Regions from separate parts of the Capra hircus genome. Here region 1 is linked to region 2. A link is a contact called in public Hi-C data. All regions are on one chromosome and are shown on one strand. The core of a region is the stretch at or near the end of the contact, and the rest is flanking DNA. Distances in the headings are between cores, read along the strand shown.

What was found. Hi-C and Micro-C count contacts between places; a contact is called where the count stands out from the background.
Region 1: a contact with region 2 is called in a Hi-C map of blood, with 5 times the contacts expected there. The contact joins two enhancer-like sites. A contact is called at or near these places in 3 of 5 Hi-C or Micro-C datasets (blood and liver).

Annotation. Positions count from the first base shown.
Region 1 is chr5:45,771,486-45,778,581 of ARS1.2, forward strand. No RefSeq gene overlaps it. Among named protein-coding and RNA genes, the nearest start is that of CAND1, 85 kb to the right of the region's middle. Within about 2 kb of position 3,081, at least 2 of the 5 cell types and tissues checked have an H3K27ac peak or open chromatin away from gene starts, as enhancers often do.
Region 2 is chr5:45,202,099-45,208,199 of ARS1.2, forward strand. No RefSeq gene overlaps it. Among named protein-coding and RNA genes, the nearest start is that of IFNG, 220 kb to the left of the region's middle. Within about 2 kb of position 4,498, at least 1 of the 5 cell types and tissues checked has an H3K27ac peak or open chromatin away from gene starts, as enhancers often do.

The DNA of each region.
Region 1 (7,096 bases), core at 1,831-4,330, 570 kb after region 2:
GGGAGACCCAGGTTCCATCCCTGGGTCAGGAAGATCCTCTAGAGAAGTAAATGGCAACCCACTCCAGTACTCTTGCCTGGAAAATCCCATGGATGGAGGAGCCCAGTAGGCTACAGTCCAGGGGGTCGCAAAGAGTCGGACACAACGTCACTTCCCTTCACTTCCAGCACCTCTCTGCTATTTGTATTTCTCTGTCTGGCTTACTTCACTTAGTATAATTTCTAGGTCTATCCGTGTGGCTGCAAATGGTATTATTTCATCCTTTTTTTATAGTTAAGTATTCCATTGTGTACCCACACACATCTTTATTCATTCCTCTGTCAATGGACATCTAGGTTGCTTCCGTGTTCTTCCTATTACAAATAGTGCTGCTATGAACACTGTGTCTTTCAAATTATGGTTTTCTCTGTTATGTGCCCAGGCGTGGGATTGCTGAATCATATGGCAACTCAATTTCTAGCTTTTTAAGGAATCTCCGCATTGTTTTCCAAGATGGTTGCAAATAGTGCCAGTTTAACTACAGGATTTCTAGACGCCTGCAGCCTGCCCTAGACTATGCCTGTGGAACTTGGCCACTCACTTCACCATGTTCCTTCAGGCTTACACAAATGTTTCTATAGCTCAAGCCTTACTGTGGTTCACCCCTAAGAAAGCAGAATGAAGCAAGGACTTTGGCATCTCATTCTCCCCACTCCTGCTCTGCCTCCCTCCCATCTCTCCAACTCGTCTTCAAATCGGAAGAATTTTCTTTTACTTCTTGGTCCTATTTGACAGGGCCTTATTGCAGATTATTTCCTTCTCCCTCGAAGTGTTATTTATACCCATCACTCTCCTGGGAGTCACGCTGACAGAAAGGCTGCAGGAAAAAATGATCTTGAGTTAAGGGAAAGAGGAATGAAAAATAATTCACTTACATTTTAATATATTATTTCCACTACATGCTCCCTCTTATACAAGTATGTCCTCCTCAAAGGATATTTTTTCTTTTTTAATATTTATCTATTAATTTATTTAATTGGCTGCACCAGGTCTTAGTTGCAGCAGGCAGGGTTTTTATTTGTGGCATATGAACTCTTAGCTGTGGCATGTGGGATCTCCCCAGAGATGGAAGCAGTGCCCCTTGCATTGGGAGTGTGTCATCTTCAGCGTCTTTTGTCAGTGTCTTGGTTTTCAGAGTACAAGTTATTTACCTTTTTGGTTAGATTTATTCTTAGGTATTTTATTCTTTTTGATGTAATGGTAAATGGGATTATTTTCTTAATTTCACTTTCTGATAGTTTGTTGTTAGTGTATGGAAATGTAACAAATTTCTGTATATTAAGTTTATAACCTGGAACATTACTGATTTCATTTATTCTAATATTTTGGGTGGCATCTTTGGGGTATTTTATATATAATGTCAACTACAAACAGGGTTTTACTTATTCATTTCCAATTTGTTTTCCCTTTTTATTTTTTTTCTTATCTGATTGTTGTGGCTGGGATTTATAATACTGTGGTGAATAAAAGTGGTGAAAGGGGGTATCCTTGTCTTATCACTAATCTCTAATTCTAGAAGAAGTGCTTTCAGCTTTTCACCATTGAATATGATGTTGGCTGTGGGCTTGTCACATATGGCCTTTATATGTTCAAGTATGTTCCTTATATATCCAGTTTGTTGAGAATGTTGAATATAAATGAATATTGAATTTTGACAAGAGCTTTTTCTATATCTCTTGAGATCATGATGTAATTTTTACTCTTCAATTTGTTAATGTGATTTATCACATTGATTGGTAGATATTGATGCATCCTTGCAACTCTGGGATAAATCCCACTTGGTCATGGTATATGATCTTTTAAATGTATTATTGAATTCTGTTTGCTACTATTTTGTTGAGGGTTTTTGTGTCTATGTTCATCAGTGATATTGGCCTGTAATTTTCGACTAGTTTTACTGTGCATGTTTGCCTTTACCAGTGACATTTTTTCCTTTTATAATTTTCATATTTTTAGTTCCTTCTCTGTTTAGTTTTCTTAGCACTTCCCATAAAGCTGGTTTGGTGGTGCTGAAATCTTTTCGCTTTTGCTTGTCTGTAAAGCTCTTTATCTTTCCTTCAAATATGAATGAGAGCCTTGCTAAGTGGAGTATTTCAGCACTTTGAATATATCATGCCACTCCCTTCTGGTCTGCAAAGTTTCACCTGAGAAGTCAGCAGACAGTCTTATGGGAGCATTAGTTGCTTTTCCCTTTCTGTTTTTAAGATTCTCTGTGCATATTAAATTTTGCCATTTTAGTTATAATGTTTCTTGGTATCAACCTCTTTTAGTTGATCCCATTTGGGACTCTCTTTGTTTCCTGGACCTGTGTATGTTTCTTTCCCTAGGTTAGGGAATTTTTCAGCTATTATTTCTTCAAATAAGCTTTCAGCCCCTTTTATCTTTCTGGGACCTCTTTGATGCAAATATTATTTTGCTTGATGTTGTTCCATATGTCTCTTAAGTTGTCATAACTTTCTAAAATTCTGTTTTCTTTTTGCTGCTCTGTTTCGGTGAATTCCACCGTCCTGTCTTCCCAGTTACTGATTTATTCTTCTGCTCCATCTAGTCTGCTGTTGAGCCGTTCTATTGTATTTTTCAATTCAGTTATTGAACTCTTCAGCTCTGTTTAGTTCCTTTTTATTTTCTCTTTATGAAAATTCTCACTGTGTTCATCCAGTTTTCTCCTAAGCATCTTTATGACCATCACCTTGAATTCTTTATTATCTCTACTTCCTCTAGCTCTATTTTTGAGGTTAACCTCAAAAAAGGATTATGTGCCTTCATTTGGAACATATTCCTGTCTCTTTATGTTGCCCAGTTCTCTGTGTTTATGTCTATATGTTTAGTTAGATCCGATATGTGTCCTGCTCTTGGCCTTATGCAGGACACAGCCTATGGGTCCAGCAGCATGCTCCCGTGACCACCAGAGATATATGCTCTAGGGGTGCCCCCTACGCCAGCTGCATGTGTCCTTCTGTTGTGACAGGGCTGACTACCATGGGTACACTGGCAGGGAGGGCTGACTCTCAGCCAAGTTGGCTAAGTGGTCATGACTCATGCAGTAACTGCAGACCTGATAGAGGGTGGGGTAGGCTTCCCAAGTGGCTGTCTATGTGGCCTGGAAGGATGTGGGTCTGGTGTCAAACACAAATGGGTGGAGCCAGGTACCAGAGTATTTGTCTGTGCAGTTTGGGGGGGTGTGGCTTGGAGCTGTGCCAGCTCACTCTTGGGTGGGGCCAGATCCTTGGTGCTTACAGTACAGAGAGGGACGGTTCCGAAATGGCACTGCCTGTCCTAGTGTTATAGTGCTAAAAGAGGCTCTCCAAAATAGCTGATGCCAATGTCTACACCCCTAGACGTGCCCCAGTTACTTCCTGCATCTCTGGGAGTCTCCCTGAGTAGGTTTGACCCAGACTCCTTTCAAACTGCTGCCACTGTGCTGGGACTCAGAGCATATGAGATTTTGCACATACCCTTTAAGAGCAGAGTCTCTGTTTCCTATAGCCCTTCAGCTCTCCCAAAAATGAACCCTACTGGTTTTCTAAGCCAAATGTTGTAGGGAGTCATTTCCCTGAATGCAAGACTCCCAGCGGGGGTGCCCAATATGGGGCTCAGACCCTGCTCCTTGGGAAGAATCTCTATGATCATGATATTCCTCTCTTTTATGGTTCTCCAACCCAGGGAGAGGGCTTCCCTGATAGCTCAGTTGGTAAAGAATCCACCTGCAATGCAGGAGACCTGGGTTTGATCCCTGGGTTGGGAAGATCCCCTGGAGAAGGGAAAGGTTACCCACTCCAGTATTCTAGCCTGGATTCCATGGACTGTATAGTCCATGCAAAGAGTTGGACAGGACTTTCACTTTCCCCTTCTTTCAACCCAGGGAGAACTGACTGCCTCACATCTCCACCCTTCTACCTATCTGGTTGTTTCCTTCTTTATGTCTTTAGTTGTGGAGAATCTTTTCTGCTAGTCTTTATCTTATGCTCATAGATAGTTGCTCTGTAAGTAGTTGTAATTTTGGTGTGCCCATGGAAGGAGGTGAGTTCAGGGTCTTCCTACTCTACTATCTTGGTTGCCACTCTACCTATATATACTTTGAAAAAAAATCAATATTTTTTCCTTAAAAAAAAAACTTCTCCAGTGTAAAACTTTCAGTGAAAGAACATCTACAAAAGTACTGGCCAAGAATTAAGCATTTCTCTTTTCCACTTTTCAACTGTGGAGTACTACCATACAATTATATTTTTTGTGGATAAAAAAAGCCTTCAGTGCCACGTTATAGAAATTTCCCATTGTTGGCTGCCAGGCTGGCCTACTCTAGATATCCATTCTCTCACTTCTTCTAGTCTCTGATATGTAACTCTCCAATGACTTTCCTTTTGCATACCTATTCCAGTTCTGTTTGAAATAGTTTTTGCTAAATCAAAGACTTTTTATTTTAGCAAATTCTCCAAGGTAATCAAACAATGGATATTTTCAGATTAGATCACTGTGAAAGGTAGTTCACTGCAGGCAGCTCTTGGGGATAACATCTTCTCTCTCCTAATAAGGATACCGAAAGTCAACTGGTAGATGGACAAGCAGGATATGAAATTTCCATTGTCCAATCAAGGTCATCTGAAATTGTTCCTTGGCAGACATCCCTTAAACAGGAAGGAGGATTGTCAAGTGCCAACTTGAATACTTCAAAAGGTGCTAAACATGAACAGTGAAGAACACCAGAGAGTATTATAAAAATTAGTTTCTAATAGAGCCTGTGTATGTACGGTGCATGGTCAGCTGTGTCCAACTCTTTGAGACCCCATGGATTGTAGCCCACCAGGCTCCTCTGTCCATGAAATTTTCCAGGCAAGAATACTGGAGTGGGCTGTCATTTCCACCTCCAGGGAATTTTCCTGACCTAGGGATCAAACCCGCATCTCTTGTGTCTCCTGAATTGGCAGGCAAATTCTGTACCATTGTGCTACCTGAGAAATCAGTAGAGCCTGTAGTATCTTCATGTTGCTAGGAAACAGCGTTGCTGCCATACTGATTTACTACAAAAGCAATCACTGTAGGTTCAAAAGCCCCACCCACAACAGAGCTAGTAAAACCTAGAACCTCTCACCTGGAGACCATCCTATTTATTTTCTCCACTCAACACAAACTCAAAAAAGGAAAAAATGTAGAAAAAGAAGTGAGTAACTAACCTGAAAGTATTCCTGTCCTTTCTTTACCGATGGCATTGAAGTTAACTATTTGCAGTGAAATAGCTCACAAATGACCCAAATCTTGAATAATAATCCACATTGGTCATAGGCTAGACAATAGAAGACCTCAAGGGGCAAAGCTCTTGCATAGTGTAATTTTATATTTATGGTGTTCTATCGCCATCTCCTGGAAGAAAAGACCAAGAACACAAAAAGGCGCTGTAGGATTTCAGGCTTTAAAAAAGATAATTTTCTTTAATTCTCAAGAAAGTAAACACTGCTGTTGCTGAAGACACATACTTGTATCCTCTTCCAGTTGAAGGGGTATTCCAACATAATCTTGGGTAATCAAGAAAGCTCAAAGGCAAATGTTCAGAACTCCAGCCTCGGTTACTTGAGAGCCAGAGATAACATCAAACAAATGAGTAATGAGCTTTTAGAGTTGTCAGTCCCCAGAGAAGATCTGACTTCTCATTAGTAAAGAGGTATGAGAGCTCATTTTGCAAGACTCAAAAGTACTGCAGGAACACAGAGAGACGCTAAAAGAATAACTTCCACACTCAGCTTTGAAAGTAATCGTCTTTATCTTGGCTTCTTAAGTCAGAGAATTTGGCGAAAGGGTTCTAAGGATTTTGAGACATTATTAATGAGATTAAGTATTTTTTCCAGATTGACTCTTATTCCCCAGGCTAGCTTGTGTTGGACTTATTTACACGTATGGCACAAACACAGCCAAATGAATTGGAGTGATGGACTTTCTCTACTATATACCGTCAGTCTTTATTTCTCAGGATTGGTTTACATAACAACAAACGATCATTGTGAAACATTTAAAACTATTATTTTAAAACACACTTTTATTTTGATCATTATGTATTTTCCATCAATATCCTCATGCAATGAGTGTAAAAAAATCATAAAACTTTAGAGGAGAAATCTAATAATGTCATAAAACTTTAGCCCAACCACTTACAGATCCTAATCACAAGTTATATTCATACCGTGAGGGGATAGCCTAAGGTCAACTCCCACTAATCATCAGGAGGGACAGTTTAAACCATCTATTCTCTCTAAGTATTTGGCCCCCATCCTGCCCCACTGCCCTGACTTTGGGGGAGTGTTACAGCTTAGACAATGTCGCAATGTCCTAAAGTAACCAGAGATTGCTGATTTCCTTTCTGAATACAGATTAAGCTTATTCATAAAACACGAAAATAGAACACAGTTTTAGGATTTTACAGCTAGAAGAGGCTCTTCTTAAAGAACTGATGAAAGTGATTTGCTGGTGATACCTGATGGCCTCTTTTAGAAGATGTCAGGTTTGAACTCAGTATTGAAATATGTCAGGCTCTTTTTTTAAATCAGCTTCTCTTGAGGGTCTACCCTGTGAAAAGTACTGAGAAGAATATCTAAAAGGTTTAACTCCTATTCCCCAAAAAACCAAATATGGTTGCTTCTGTGTTCCCACGCTAGCCATAATTGAAAGGAAACTGAAAATAAAAGCGTCCTGGTTCAATAGAAAAGTTGCTGTCTTAGACCCTAACCTTCAGTCTCTTTACAATGTATCTCATGTAAATGATACTTACTGTAGTAACTTGATAGAGTTAATCACCACATGGGAATTCTTTCTAAAGCTGATAGCTAAGAGGAGAAATAACCCTTGTTACTGCCAAACTTCCTGGGGCAAGAACTGCCTACGCAACAATAGCCAAAACAGAATTACAGCATTTCAGCCTCCCAGTGAACCCACATTTGGGGTCAGAAGTCCAGTCTTCATAAATATCGAGAAATTTGAAATGCTTCATGGACCACATCAAATTTTGAGATCTTTTAAGTCCATCCTTTCCTCCTCTTCATTCCTATTCCTCCCTCACTGTCGGAGTCTT
Region 2 (6,101 bases), core at 3,248-5,747:
CCAAGCTGTGGGATGAACCACTGCTGCTTGTTGAGCCCCCACACACTGGCAGCCTTGGATCCAGGCGTCTCACCTGGATTTCAGCCTCACGACAATCTTCAAGATAGCATTCTCAAGGTACAAATGCAGGTGCAAAGGCGCAGAGGTTAAGAAACTTGCTAAAGTCTGTAGTTATATTATTTATAATCGGATCTTCCAAACACTCGTATTTAACCTTGGGGTGCCCTTGTAATTCATTGTCTAAAGTCAGTAAAGGACTGTTGTTAACAATTACCCTGGCCCTGTAGACATAAACCAGAACTTGCGGGCACACTGCCATGTGTGATCACCCTCCACTCTTCTGAACCTGGCTAGCTGGTGGTATTCTACCTCAGATCTCTAAAGAGTGCTTCGTTGTGACAAAAAAGTATTTCCCTAGGTTTTGTGAGCCCGTACTGCCCTTCTTCTCCCCTTTCCCTACATGTTTATTTCTCCTTTGAAGCCCTGTTTGACCAGCTTCCTCTTCTCTATTTCAAGTCTTTTTTTTTTTTTTTCCAAAGACCACAATTAGATCTTATAAATGTATTTTCTTCAAGTTTGAAATGATGGTTTATTGGAGCCCTGGAGAAAATAACAACTTTTCAACTAACAGAACAGAGCTGAACGAAATGGGAGGAAAGAACAGTGAGGACTAATAATTTAGAGAGAAATTTATAGGCCTGCTGCTCTCATGACTAAGAAGTAATTTGCTGTCTGCAGCTTCAGGGGCAAAGAAATAGTGCTCAAAGCCAGCTGTGCCTGGGAATCTCCTCTGGCATCAATAGCAATATGGATGCCCAAGTCGCATCCCAGACGCACTGAGCCCGAGCGTTAGAGGAGTGAAGGTGTCAGTGTCACGCCAGTGAATCTGACCCTCGGCTGGGGGAGCAAGTCATTAAGTCCCCTGACCCGAGTAGAAACATGGAAGTGCATTTTCATAGTCGTCTTGTGCTGGTTCATCCTGGGTTTCCAAGCAATTCATCCTGGGTTTCCACCAACATATTTTAGACAGAACTTCTTTTGGTGGCTTTTCTAATCTAAAATAGTCAGACTACACCTTTCAGATCTGTTTAAAGCTTTTGCAGTTTTTCATGGTTCCTTTATCTAATTCTTTATCACCCCTTCATTCTCTGCATTCCCTAATACATATGTACACACATACATATATATACATACATGTATATGCATATGTATACATACGTATAGATAATCCAGGTAAATACATTCACATATATATTGATAATTCAGATAAACACATATATATCCTTCCTTTTTCATGAAGGTCAAGCTGTGTTGACTATTGTCAATATTAGGAAAGACTTCTTGTAGTTGTCTTTATCAAACGAACATCTGGTAAAATAATTCTGAAGAAATCCCATACACTAATTTTTTTAATCATAGAACTATTTTGTGTTGCTTCCCACTGACTTTTTCCCAATATACCATTATGAAAAATTTAAAACATACAACAAAGTTGAAAGGATTTTAAAGTGAACACCCATGAACCCACCACCTAGGTTCTACCATAAACATTGCACTCTACTTCCACTATCACATATCTCTGTCTATTATTCCTCCCATGTATCTACTAATCTATCTTATTTTTGAAACATTTTGTAGTATATTCATACATTGATTTTAATAACTGTCATTGATGTTAATAATGTTGATAGTGACAGAATACTTCAACTTTGTATTGCCATTCAGTCAAGTACGTTTTTATTCAAAGTGACTCCATGGGAAAAGATAGCACAGGTCAGACTCTGTTCTGAGGAAATAAAACAATATTATCTTTTGCTGGTAAGGACATGTAAGAATTGGGATTAAGTATCCATGCGTTATAATGTGTATTTTAACAGTTAATTATTTTTGTAACAACTTGAAAATGTCATTTTTTTTACCAAAATATTAATAAATGATTGCTACTTGCCCAGTATTATTCAGGATAAAGCACCACTTCAAAGTAGGGTTATTAAATATTAACAGGTATCTGATTTTTGTCATTGTTTTCTTAAATGTTAAAAATTTAAGTAACAGGAGGTTTTCATAAAATAAAGACTTTCACATCAGTTTTATTTAGGACACAATACAATGCTTCTCTTCTCCTCCAAATATCTCCCACCCCTGCCTGAAATCCCACTGTCATGTTTCATGGCTTTTGGGAAGATCCTCTAAAAGTATGGAGAATCCTCATGGTCATCCCCTACTTTCCTCAGTCCTCTGGGAAAGGTATGGAGACCCGATAGATGCCACACACCCTCCATAGGCAGAGGTTAGAATCAGCCTTGCTGCCTGGTACTTTGGTGTCTCAGAAACACTTCAGTTCACCCAGGTGCCCACAAAACACTTGAACCTCAGAATCAAGGCTGCTCCACACAACACCATCTCTGAATTCCACCTCCAAGGAGCAAGTAGCTCCTAGTGTTTCAGATAAAGTTCCGACGGGCCCAGAAACATAAAGGGCTAAACACATAGGTGATGAACCCTACTGTTGGAAAGGGAACTGGACCATGAAGAACAGGGCCAGCTCCTCCTGGGCTTCCCAGGTGGCTCAGTGGTAAACAATCCACCTGCCAATGCAGGAGATGCAGTTTTGATCTCTGAGTTGAGAAGATCCCTTGGAGAATGAAATGGCAACCTACTCTAGTATTCTTGCCTGGGAAAGCCCGTGTTCAAAGGAGCCTGGTAGGCTATATAGCCCAGAGTCAGATATGACTTAGGGACTAAACAATAAAACCATGTTGAGGGTTCCCCGGTCTGCATTCTCAGAAATCTGTTCTAGTTTTTAAAATTGAGTCCAGCCCTGTAACATTATTCCTGTTCTGTGTGTTTTCTCAAAGATTTCAGGCAGCAGCTTCTTGCTTAAGTTCCCACAGAACCCTTGGATGAGATTCGTCGAGGATTCAGACCTTCAACTCATGTAAAGTGGTCACATGCACCCTCACTTCTTCTAGTAACTTTGTTATACTTTTGTTTTTTAAATTCATTTTCCTAATGACTGTACTTGTTTTGCTTTTTTATTACTTTAGTAGATTGATTGGTTTTCTGACAGGATATGCCAGGGTAGCAAATCACCACTTTATTTTTAGAGCAACACTGAATGTTGCTCTATATGAGATTAATGTTCACATCTCAAGACATCCATTAGTGGGAAACGCAAGTGGACGTGATAAGGTGAATAAAGAAGGGACAGAGGGGACAGAGATTGAGATGTGTGAAAGGCATTTTATAATTTATGAAAATAATTATGTTTAAAGTCTGCGTTTGGATGTATCTTGGACTTTGAAATTATCATAGACATGTTTATTCCATATTCTCAAATCTGAGTGGAAAAGATAGAAACAAAATAGTCTTTCTTCTTCAGACTGCCAGAGGTTCTCATACATCTTCTGAATCAACAGATGGACTTCTCTCTCTATTTCTTGTTATGTGTGTGTGTATGCTGTGTGCTAGGCCATGTCTGGCTCTTGCGACCCCATGGGCTATAGCCCGCCAGACGCCTCTGTTCATGGGATTTTCCAGGAGAGAATACTGGAGTGGGTTGTCATTCCTTACTCCAGGGGATCTTCCCAACCCAGAGATTGAACCCATGTCTCTTGCATCTCCTGTATTAGCAGGTGGACTTTTTACCACTGCACCACTTGGAAGCTCCATTTCTTCTTATGAATGTGGCCAAATAATAAATACCCTCATAACTGACCTTGGCTCCTCTGCAACTTTAAAACAGCTCTTCAGTTTCAACCAGAGGTCTCTTCTCCTCTCTCTGTCCCTCTTGTTCTTCTCTTTCTCCTTTTTCTCTCTCTTATCACTTCTGTTTCAGGTCAAGCTGCTTGCATAGATTTGCTTTAGAATCTAGCATTAGAGTTCTCCAGAGAAACAGAACCAGCGAGATATATAGCTGTGTATATAGCTTTAGATATGGAAAGATTTATTATGGAGAATTGGCTCATACAGTTATGGAAGCTGAGAAGTCCTACAATGTGCTGTCTGCAAGGCGGAGGCCCAGAGAAGCCAGTGGTATAATTCCAGTCTGAGTCTGAATGCCTGAGAGCCAGGGGGCCGGATGGTATAATATAAACCCCAGTCCAAGGGCAGGAGAAGTTCAAAGTCCCAGTTCAAGCAGACAGACAGGAAGCAAAGGGGGATAATTCCTTCTTTCTCTGCCTTCTCTTTTTTTTTTCCTATTCAGGTCCTCAAGGAATGGTGCTCACTCACTTTGGAGAGGGTGATCTACTTTGCTGAGTGCCCTGATTCAAATGTTATTCTCATCAGAAACATTCTTACATACACACCCAGTAATAATTTTTAATCTGGAAGCCTACTGGCCCAGTCAGGTTGACAGATAAAATTAACCACTGCACATCATTAGAATGAGTTGAAAAGAACACTTGGAGTATGAGGGCTTTCATGGAGCAAAACATGAAGATGGATGCACTCGCTTCACTGCTAAAGTAGCCTTTGGTCCCAGTCTCTGCCACTAGGTGTCACTAGGTAATCTAAGTAAACACCCAATTTATGACCAACAAATGTGCTGACATTGAGCTGAATGAGGCAGAAATAAAAATTAAGGTGATGTGGTCTAAATAAAATCTTGTGTATTACTTACAACAGCTGTTTAAAAACAGCACAGTGTGTCTCTGGACTATAAATTGGAAAAGTCATGAATTAGCAAAAGCATGTGAAGGAGCTTAGTCTTTATTGGGAAGAATGAATAAATCCAGCATATTCTATGAGTCTTTCCTTTTTCCTCTACTGGTAAGTTGGTCACCCTGCTGCCAGCATTTTCATGAGTATAACTAGTTTTATGTGGTCTAAACTTATTGCTGGGCTGTTAGCATCTGCTGAGGTGACTGCACTACCCCTGATCCTTTATCGGCTCATACGCTCACATATTTTATTGTCAAACTTTTTAAAAGACTCTTTTTGAGGGTGCAGACCTGAGCTACCTAAAAAGCAAGCTCAGTAAACATAATTCCTAACCTTATGAACATCTCTGGGTGAATTCTTATTCACCCTTCCAGTCTATCAGACCTGATGCTCAGGCAGCTCTTCCTCTTTCTTCTCTCTCATAGCACAACTCTGTATCTTCCACAAGGCATTTTTCACCTTACCTGGCAATTACTGTTTCACGTACCTGTCTTCTCCACAGACTGTGAGCTCCCTAAGGAGAGGAACAGTCTAGGGTAGCCACGTCTCCACAAAACTCAATGCTGTTGCCTCTGCTGCCTCTCTGCTTCTGGCTCATCTGCTGATTTAGAGGCATAACGAGTGAGGGAGCAATTACCAGTGCCCTTCAGCACTTCTCTAGAACCTTCTCTCATGTCATTTCAGCAGGAGGTAAACTGAGTGTGTGTGTTCCATGTTTTTATTATACTGTGTGCTTAGGAAGAATAATTAAGGCCTCACTAAATTGATGTGGAAAGAGGTTTTTGTTTTGTTTGAATGGTGTCTTTAAATATTTGTAAAAGGAGTTGCTTATTATTCATCCATTGCCAATCCATTTAAAAACAGTTACACAGTAGAGAAGAGGGGATTATATTAATAAAAGTTGCTAAATCAATATTTAACTTAGGGGGAAGTTTTTAAGCAAATTGCTTCACTTTTCCTTCGTAGGAGAAACAACTTGAGATTAGGAAACATCTTTTCTTAAAGAGATGAATGGACTTGCATAATCAAACAAATATATCAAAATGTTGCCAGTAGTTACATCTAAATTTTCTACATATTCTTAGTTTTATAAAATAAGTGTAAATTAGTTTAAGAAATTTATGGTGAAATTCAGTACTTATTTACTTAATGGTTCATGTGTGCCTGGTACTATGTTGAAAAGGGGAGAAGATCGATCGCATGGCTAGTGTTTCCCCCTCCAGAAAGAAGCTCATGGTAGGTAGGGCCATGTAAACAGTGAATCTAAATATAGTTTGCTAACAGCCAGAAATCAAGAGATTTAATTAATCCCACACAGGAGGATGAGACTGTCAGGGAGGTTTCACTGAGAGGCATGGCATTTGAACTGGAATTTTACCATCTGTGAAATCAAGAAGCTTTACAGTTTCTACTTCATGGCTTAGCTAAATTGAATC